Regions from separate parts of the Zea mays genome. Here regions 2 and 3 are each linked to region 1. A link is a contact called in public Hi-C data. All regions are on one chromosome and are shown on one strand. Each heading gives the region's core, a stretch centred on a gene start, on an enhancer-like site or on the middle of the called end of the contact. The rest is flanking DNA. Distances are from core to core; before and after follow the strand shown.

The links. A called contact is a pair of places that touch in the nucleus more often than the background predicts.
Region 2: a contact with region 1 is called in a Hi-C map of tassel, with 4 times the contacts expected there. The contact joins the promoter of LOC103625985 here to the promoter of LOC100192815 in region 1. A contact is called at or near these places in 7 of 25 Hi-C or Micro-C datasets (bundle sheath, ear, leaf and 1 more).
Region 3: a contact with region 1 is called in a Hi-C map of tassel, with 6 times the contacts expected there. The contact joins the promoter of LOC100277783 here to the promoter of LOC100192815 in region 1. A contact is called at or near these places in 12 of 25 Hi-C or Micro-C datasets (bundle sheath, ear, leaf and 5 more) and 2 of 3 datasets of contacts at active chromatin or transcription factors (leaf and seedling).

The regions. Positions count from the first base shown.
Region 1 is chr9:12,395,657-12,398,562 of Zm-B73-REFERENCE-NAM-5.0, reverse strand. LOC100192815 (phosphopantothenoylcysteine decarboxylase) reads left to right here and starts at 1,556. Exons shown (of 3, transcript NM_001138007.1): 1 at 1,556-1,875. It overlaps LOC118473270 (a long non-coding RNA gene), which reads right to left and starts at 217. Exons shown (of 3, transcript XR_004852549.1): 1 at 1-217.
Region 2 is chr9:12,228,523-12,231,399 of Zm-B73-REFERENCE-NAM-5.0, reverse strand. LOC103625985 (polyadenylate-binding protein-interacting protein 7) reads left to right here and starts at 1,317. Exons shown (of 7, transcript XM_020544203.3): 1 at 1,317-1,641.
Region 3 is chr9:12,171,975-12,175,015 of Zm-B73-REFERENCE-NAM-5.0, reverse strand. LOC100277783 (pentatricopeptide repeat-containing protein At3g18110, chloroplastic) reads left to right here and starts at 1,434. Exons shown (of 6, transcript XM_008660940.3): 1 at 1,434-3,041. The coding sequence starts at 1,564.

The DNA of each region.
Region 1 (2,906 bases), core at 307-2,806:
GCATCTCACTCTTTATCGTCTACGTGTTTTCAATCCAAATCCAATACGAGACCATATTTCTAACAGAGCCAACAACTAATTTACAATCAGACATTATATGCAAGCGTGAGATGCAAAGTTCTTGATCCATTAGAACATGATCCATATATTTATTATTAAAAATATCTTATTTGTTAGATCATGATCCATATATTTATGATCCGTTAGGTGTCGGGCCATGGCCTAGAAGTCCTGGGGTCCAAAGCCTCTTTCTCCACTAAGCTTTTCACATATTTATTATTAAAAATATCTTATTTGTATTATATATCCATATATTTATCATCGGGATATTTTTCTTTAATATTAAAATGACTCCTACTAGGCCATGGCCCGACACCTAGCCCATCTACTAGAATAAACCCATATCTTTTATGGTCCCTTTTCCCTCATTTTTTTAGCACCCTCCCTCTCCCTGACCCCGCCTATAGATGGCCAAACGGGCCGGCACGGCCCGACCCGGCACGGCCCGTCGCTGGCACGACCCGACGCTGGCACGGCCCGCCAGGCCTGGCTACGAATCGTGCCGTGCCTAGATGGGCCGGCGTGCCGCTGCCGCGGCCTAGGCACGGCCCGTGAGCCTGTTAGTCGTGCCGGGCCGGCCCGGTGGCACTATGGCCCATCTGAGTATATTGTAGAATTTAGCAAAAAATATGTAGTTGTGGGGGCCTAGTGCATAAGAGCTTAAACGCATCCATCTAACCAGTGCAGCTGCAGTTTTATTGTGTTATATGTTGATTTCTTATACTTAATATATGTAAACTATTATTTTTAAAATAAAAAATGTAACCGTGTCGTGCCCGTGCCAGCACTACGGGTCGAGATAGTGGCCCAGGCACGGCACTATACTAATTGAACCGGGTCGTGCCTGGACCGTGCTTTTTCGTGCCGTGTCTGGGCTGGCCCATCGTGTTAGTGCTAAATGGCCATCTATAACCCCGCCGCTACTCGCCTCCAAATCGGATGCCGCCGGCGCCAACCTCCGCAGACGGCTAGTCACATCCTCTGATCCTATCGCCCTGGTCCTCCCTCCTGTGCGACGCGGCCGTTGCCTCCTACTCACCTCCTCACCCAGCTCCCTCCACCCCTCCGAGATCCGTCCTAAATCCGGGAGGCACGCGTGGGCTATTGGGGCCACGTTGTGGCGGTCGGCCGACGGTGTTGTAGAGCAGCAGGGAGCGCGTTGCGGCGGCCAGTGCCTAGCTCAGCTGTGCAGGAAGGCGCGTGTAATCGACATCAGAGAGGACAGAGGAGAAGGTACCTAGCTAGTTTGTAAATCCTATTCTAGTCTACTCTATTTACGTGTAAAACTTTGCTTATTAGAGTTTACTACAAACTTCGGAAAAATATGAATACCACGTTATTGAAGTTATGGCATATCGATGCATGTATTTCTTTTCCATTGGTCTTGTGGGTTGGAATTGGAACCCCGGCCATCCCATTGCAGGTCTGAATTTCGGGGAACAAGCTTCAAAATATACGACAGGCAACGCCCCCTACGACGGCGCAAAGGCGTCGTCAAGCACCCGGTCCGTTCCGTGTTTCGGAAGCCGCCGGCGAGTCAGCCCCAAAGCAAGTCTGTGCTGTCCGTAGTCTCCACAGATAAACAATAATCTGCGGACAGCAAATGTATCCATGATCCTTATAAAAATTATATACTTAGCGCGAGCAATAGATAGCACTGGCTGGTGGAGTAGCCATGCTGAATTCGACACTGGAGCGTGACAAGCTGTTCGGCTGCAAAGATCCATGTGCTGCTCGAGCAGGCTCAGCCTGTGGCTCATGCGTTGCAGCCTCGTCGTGCCAGACTCATCTGCAGCGAGCGAGATCAGTCAGTCAGTAAGTATGCTCTATACTGAACATTTTAGTCATTAGGCCAAGGAGTGAATAAGGCAGAGCAGTTCCAGTTTATAAAGCCTACCGACGTCAGCAGTGACGGCCGCGCCGGTGTTGGTGGGTTCCTGCGACTTGGATGGTGAGGCGCCGCCTCTCCTCCTCGGATCCACTTCCACGGATGATCTGGTCCTGCACGTCAATACAGACGATATGTTTCCCCCAAATCTAAGGCGTCGCCAGCCCTGGCAAAGCGCTTGCCGCTGCTCCCCTCTTCCGTTTCCAGCGCCGCCGCCCTCCTTCCGGTTCCTGTTCTCCAGCACCGCCGTTGAACCTCCTCCCCTCTCCCTCGTGCTTCCCTCTCTCATCCTCTCTGCCGCTTCCCCGCTCTCCCCAAACTACTCTGTGCCCCGTCAGATCGACCTGGACTTTGGCGGCAGCTACTTCTAGAACGCGGCGGCACGGCAGCAAGCCAGCAAGGAGAACGCGGCGGCACGGGCGTGCTGCTACTTCTGCTTCCTCTCCGACGCTTGCTGGTGAGAGAAACCTCCCAATCTCTCTTGCTCGCTCTTTCTCTCTCACTCCCGCCGTTCCCCCATCGATCTCCAACTTCCTCCCGCTCCCGGTCCGTATAGCGCCCGCCACAAGCGATTCGACGTGATTCTGACGCCAAAGCAACGTTTTTTGTCCAACTTCCTCCCGCTCCCGGTCCGTATAGCGCCCGCCACAAGCGATTTGACTTGATTCTGACGCCAAAGCAACGTTTTTTGTACGTCTCATTCGCAAGGCAGTCAGGTAGACGCCATACACATCTAAACAGAGTGAATGCGTTTTACTTTTTCTAATGATTGAACTCATGCCCACCAATTTTGTCCAGCCCTAAGATTACCAATATGCCAAATTTATTGTTTTTTGAACAAAACTACAGTAGGAGATCACTTCGTAGTTCGTTGCCCCATGGTATGTAGTGAGTTTATGTAACTATGAAATGGCATTGATCGGTTATGATCATGTTCTGACTTCTGATATCCTCACGC
Region 2 (2,877 bases), core at 68-2,567, 170 kb after region 1:
TGCGCCTAGGGGTCTCTTTTATAGCCCCAAGACAGATAGGAGCCGTTGGAGATCAACTTGGAAGGAAAATCTTGCCTTCTGTCGAGTGGTGCACCGGACAGTCGGGTGCACCACCGAACAACTATAGTACATGTCCGGTGCTCGATTTCTTTCCATATTGGGCGCTGCCGACCGTTGGTCCTACGGGCCAGTTGGCGCACCGGACACTGTCCGGTGCACACCGAACAGTCCGGTGTGCCCAACCGACCGTTGGCACGGGCCACGCGTCGCCCGCTGATTGCGCAGTCGACCGTTGGCCGCGAGCGCTGTTGGCTCACCGGACAGTCCGGTGATTTTTAGCCGCAGCGTCTTTTTTCCCGAGAGTGGCCAGTTCGCCGCTGGGCCAGCTTGGGCACCGGACACTGTCCGATGTACCACCGGACAGTCCGATGCGCCACAGGCTGGTGCTGGTTTGGCTGAACCGAGCCATTCTTTCTCCATCTCTTTTCCTCTTTCCTTGGCTATGTCTCTGGCACTTAGATGAACATGTTAGCACCTTAAAACAATTTACTAAGTCTAGAAACATACCTTGTTTCATGATTTGCATCTTGGCACTTATAAACTTAAAACAATGTATTGGGCATCTAATCACCAAAACAATTATAGAAATGGCTCAAAGGCACATTTCCCTTTCAGCGAGTAGCAAAGCGACGAGGATGATTGGAGGAGGGAGGGACCGAGCTGAGGCGTCCAGTGGCTAGGGCGGTAGCTACAGGAACAAGAGTCTGGCCGACTGAGGGAGCCGAGAGCCTGGGAGCGTGGCGTGGGAGACGTACTAGGGTTGTTGTTGCTTGTTTTTTGGTGGACTATTTTAGTGGGCTAGTGGCTGGGCCTCCGAGTCCGTGGCTTATGTGACCGTGTGACTATTCGGGGCGGGTTAGCGGGTTTCGGGGATGGAAAATGGGTAACCATACCTAACCTCGTCATACCCGACAGATTCTAGACTTGACCCGGATCCTGAGGCTGCCACCACATTAAGTCATTCCCTTCACGCCACGTCGCCCTATATATTGCCCTATGCCCCGCAAATGCCACACCACATCGCCCGTATGGACCCTCACCGCCACGTTGGGTCAAACTCCACCGGACGATCACCCCTTACTTTCAGGGGTGTTTGGTTTCTAGATATTAATTTTTAGTCAATATATTTTTATTCTATTTTAGTCTTTAAATTTACGAAACTAAAACTTTATTTTAATTTCTGTATTTAGCAAATTAGCAATTAAAATAGAATAAAATATAAGAACTATAAATCAGTCACTAGAACCAATCACCGCTCAAGCTCACGGCCTCACCTCACCCACCCGCCCGCCTCGCCTCCATCCACAGCGCCACAGCGGCCACGCCATCTCCGTCTCTCTGCTCACCTCCACTTCTTCCGTTCTTCTTCACCGTCTCCGTCCTTGACACGGGCGCACCCGTCCCCCTCCGACTTCCCCGTGGCCTCGTCCCGATCCGTAGTCAACTCGACCTTGTTCAAGAGGGTGAGCCCGAACCACGGCGCGCGGGAGGGCTCTTTTTATTTTGACCCACCGGAGGACAGCCGCCCCATGGGCTGGTCGCCTGAGCGCGCTATGTATCAGCTCATCGACCGGCGGAAAGGTACTGGTTCCATGTCTCCTTGCTTCTCTAGATCTGGTGAATTCCGCGTAGATCTGGTCCGGATGGTACACTGTGTCGGTTAGTTGGTTATTCACTAGTATCCCGTCGCCTGCCTGCTTTGAAAAAAGCCCTTCTTTTCTCGCCGCTTTAGGTTCGGGTGAACGTCGTGAGCGCGCACCGCATACGAGAGCAATTAAGCAAAGCAGCTGCACTCTTTGCTCAGATTTTTATTGCTATCTTTGCTATGCTCGAGTGTAATTATTAGTATGCTTAAGCCTGTTGTTGCAAGCAATTGATGGGTTTGAGGCCTTGTGAGGGCGCTGGTTTGAGAACTAGGGCAGCATCTCAAACTTATCCTTTGCTGGCTTTGCTGATAACATCAACAATTCGTTTTTTGTTGCATATTGTCTGCTTTGTTTGCTGTTTATGTATATTCAATGATATTTCGTTAGGCCTCGTTCGTTTTCAGCGGATCAGCCTATTCCATACCTTGTTCCGGGTGGAACGAATGAACCTGGTTTGGAATTTGGTATAACTCATTGAAATTGTTCGTTTCGGCCCGAATTGGAATCGAAACTGGCCCGGATTAAAATTTCCCTTCACCCCACGGCCCGGAACCAACCCTTGTGTCGTACCCACCGGATCGAAGCCTAGACACGACGCGACCGGCGCGACGGCGGCTCGACGCGACCGGCACGGCGGCGGCGCACAGCCCCGACGACGACCCTCCCCGCTGCCTTCTCCCCGGTGAGGATTTTCTCTCTTCCTTCCCTCTCCTATCCTCTGCTCTCGCTGCCCCAAACTCACGCCCTCGATCTCGCTCCTCTCCGCTCTCGCACCGCGACGCTGCGACTCCGCTCCCGTCCTCGTGCTCACTGCTACGGAGTCGGATCCAGTTGGGGTCATCACAGGCCGCCGGGCCCTCCGTCGCGGTTACAGGAGGGTGATGGGAAGGGCTCGTGCTTCCACATCCTCTGCTCCATCCGACACCGACGGCGGCAGGTCAGGGTCTGACAGTGCAGGGGCGTTCATGAGCCTGGGGTCGGGGCCTAGATCAGGTGGTGTTGGAGGCCAGATGCGTGCGCGGTGCGCGCCAGCCATCGGCACCGGTCGGTGCGCCGCGACGTGTGGACGCGTGATCTCGGAAGACCTCACGCATGAGACACACGCATCTGATGTGGATCGTGACAGCTAAACCATGTAGAAACAATCCAATCACGAAGAGGTTATTGGGAT
Region 3 (3,041 bases), core at 185-2,684, 220 kb after region 1:
GTGGCTTGGAAATTGTTTGTTGCTGAAACACGAGATGCATTTGGGGGTCATTTGTGGCTACTGAACTACATATGCTGCATCTTCATTTCTTTTTTTCGTTGGCCTTCACTCCACCGAAACTGTGTTCCAAAATCCAATAGAGTAGCTCTAAAAAAAATTAGTTTCTGGAGTACCTCTGTAGGCGCTCTAAAAAAACCCTGAGGTAGTGTTTGGTTCTAGAGTATAATAGGACTGAGTCACTCTATTTCTAATTTATTATTGTTTAGATTGATTTAATGTAGGATAAAATGACTCAAAAGGAAAATTACGTTTAAATGCTGAATCATTTGGTTCTCTAAAATCATTTGGACGGAGTGATCTGTCACTGTTTCATCTTAATTGAACCAAAACACTACCTTAGTTTGTGAATATTGCCAGCGCACTCGAGTGATCATATGTGCGGGAGTAGAGCTAGGTTCTGACTAAAGGGGAAGAGATGTTTTGGCAAATAACAACGATAACCACACATGATAAAATACACCCGTGCACATATGTGTATATTAAGTTGGCAATAGCATAGATAATAACTAAATCAATGCTTGTTTTCTCATAGAAAAGAAAGCTAAAAATCTAAAATTATCTAAAAATTATAGAGAAAAGGGAGAAATAAATTCATTAGTTCTAAGTCTTTAATCTACATCTGGCTAATCTAATTTACGGACAAAATCCTGTAATAACAAGGAAAAGAGGTAAGATAAAGAGAAGTAATCTTAAAGCATATTGATGACACTAGAGATTAATAGGTAGAAAATAATAATTAAAAAGACACTAATTAACATCATAGCTAGCTAATTATGCGTCCATTATGTGGACTAACTAGAATATTGTGTAGAAAAAAACCCCACAACAATAACATCAGGAACAAAAAAGAGGGAATGACAAGTATGTTTTGATTCGGGAAAAATTCAATTTAAATGTATTCCAATCATTAATTTCCCTTACTATATATTTTCATTTGCTAAAAAATCAATATTGCATTTTTATAACAATTAGTATTGTCTTTTTTTTTAACAATTAATATTACCTTAAAGGCACTTTCGGGACAAACCTACCGTTTCATGTGCTATCTAAACTTATATATAATTAAATAATGGTTGGTCAAAATTTGTAAATTTTGGTTTTACCTGTACAAATATGACGATGCTGAAGACAACATGAAGTCTGAGGGTCTATTTTGAACGTGGTAATTTTTTCTATCAAATTGTACTGATTTTATGTATAATTTCTGTAAAATCCAAATAAGCAGAGCCCGAAGTTTGATTTGCTTCCGACAGGGTTACAATCACCAACTCAAAATTATTTTTGAAAGCACAAATATTCAAATTCATACAAAAACATGTAGACAGGTAATCAGAAAAATCTAGTTGAAATATCTTCCTTATCGTCTCCAGTGATCCAGTCTCCACGGGAAGCGGGACTGAGCTCCCCTCCACTCTCACCCCTCCGCCCCACAGCCTCCACCTCCGTTCTCCATGCGCGCCTAGTTCCCTTCCCTCCACCCATCACCCCGAGGACCCAAAGCTCATGTCTTCGATGACAGTCACCTCCTCACCATTACCCTTCCTCTCCTCTTCGTCCTCGTTAACGTGCCATCTCCGCCGAGCGGGCACCGCCACCGCTACGGCAGCGTCATCTGCTTCTGAAGACTTCGACTACCCTCTCGCCGACCCCTCTCTTCGATGGCCCCACCTTCGCTTCCCGTACCTCCCCGCGCCGCGCTTCCCAGCCACCGTCGCCGCGGCACCTCCGGTCCCCGCCAGACCACCACAGGAAGTGGAGGACCCCGTGGCGACTTCCGGCTCGGCATCTTCACTCGTGGAGCCGCTGGACGCGCGTGCTCATCGCGGGAGGGTGAAAAAGCTGAGTAAGCTCGCGCTGCGGCGGGCGCAGGACTGGCGCGCGCGCGTGGCCGGGCTCGCGGACGCCGTCCTCGAGCTGCCTCCCGGGGCGCCTGTCGACGACGTGCTCGACGGCGCTCGGGCATCGCCGGACGAGGTCGCCTTCGTCGTGCGCGCCGTCGGGGAGAGCTCGTGGCGGCGCGCGTTGGATGCTTTCGAGTGGCTCGCCCGGAGCAGCGCCCCGGCTTCACGCGCCGTCGCCGTCGTCCTCGGCGTCCTCGGTCGCGCGCGCCAGGATTCGATCGCAGAGGAGGTCTTCCTCCGATTCGCCGGAGAGGGCGCCACTGTTCAGGTGTTCAACGCCATGATGGGCGTTTATGCGCGCTCTGGCCGATTCGATGACGCACGGCAGCTGCTTGACACAATGCACGACCGGGGGATCGATCCTGACCTCGTCAGCTTCAATACTCTAATCAATGCCAGGTCCAAGTCTGGGTGTTTGGCTGCTGGCGTCGCCCTTGACCTGCTATTTGAAGTTCGACAATCTGGGCTAAGGCCAGATGTTATCACTTACAACACGCTCATCAGTGCTTGCTCACAGAGTTCTAATCTCGAAGATGCTGTGACAGTGTTTGAGGACATGATAGCTTCGGAGTGCCGGCCGGATTTGTGGACATACAATGCAATGGTGTCGGTGCATGGCCGGTGTGGGAAGGCTGAGGAGGCTGAGCGGCTGTTTAGGGAGCTGGTGGAGAAGGGTTTTATGCCTGATGCGATCACTTACAATTCTCTTCTCTATGCTTTTGCAAAGGAAGGGAATGTTGACAAGGTGGAGCACACATGTGAGCAATTGGTTAAGGCTGGGTTCAAGAAAAATGAAATAACATACAACACCATGATTCACATGTATGGGAAGATGGGCAGGCTTGACTTAGCAGTGGGTCTGTATGATGAGATGAGGGCTATGGGCTGTACTCCAGATGCTGTGACGTATACGGTCATGATTGATTCTTTGGGGAAGATGAATAGGATTGCTGAGGCAGGGAAGGTGCTGGAGGACATGACAGATGCGGGATTGAAGCCAACTTTAATAGCTTTTAGTGCTTTGATTTGTGCATATGCCAAAGGTGGGAGGCGGGCTGATGCGGAGAATACATTTGATTG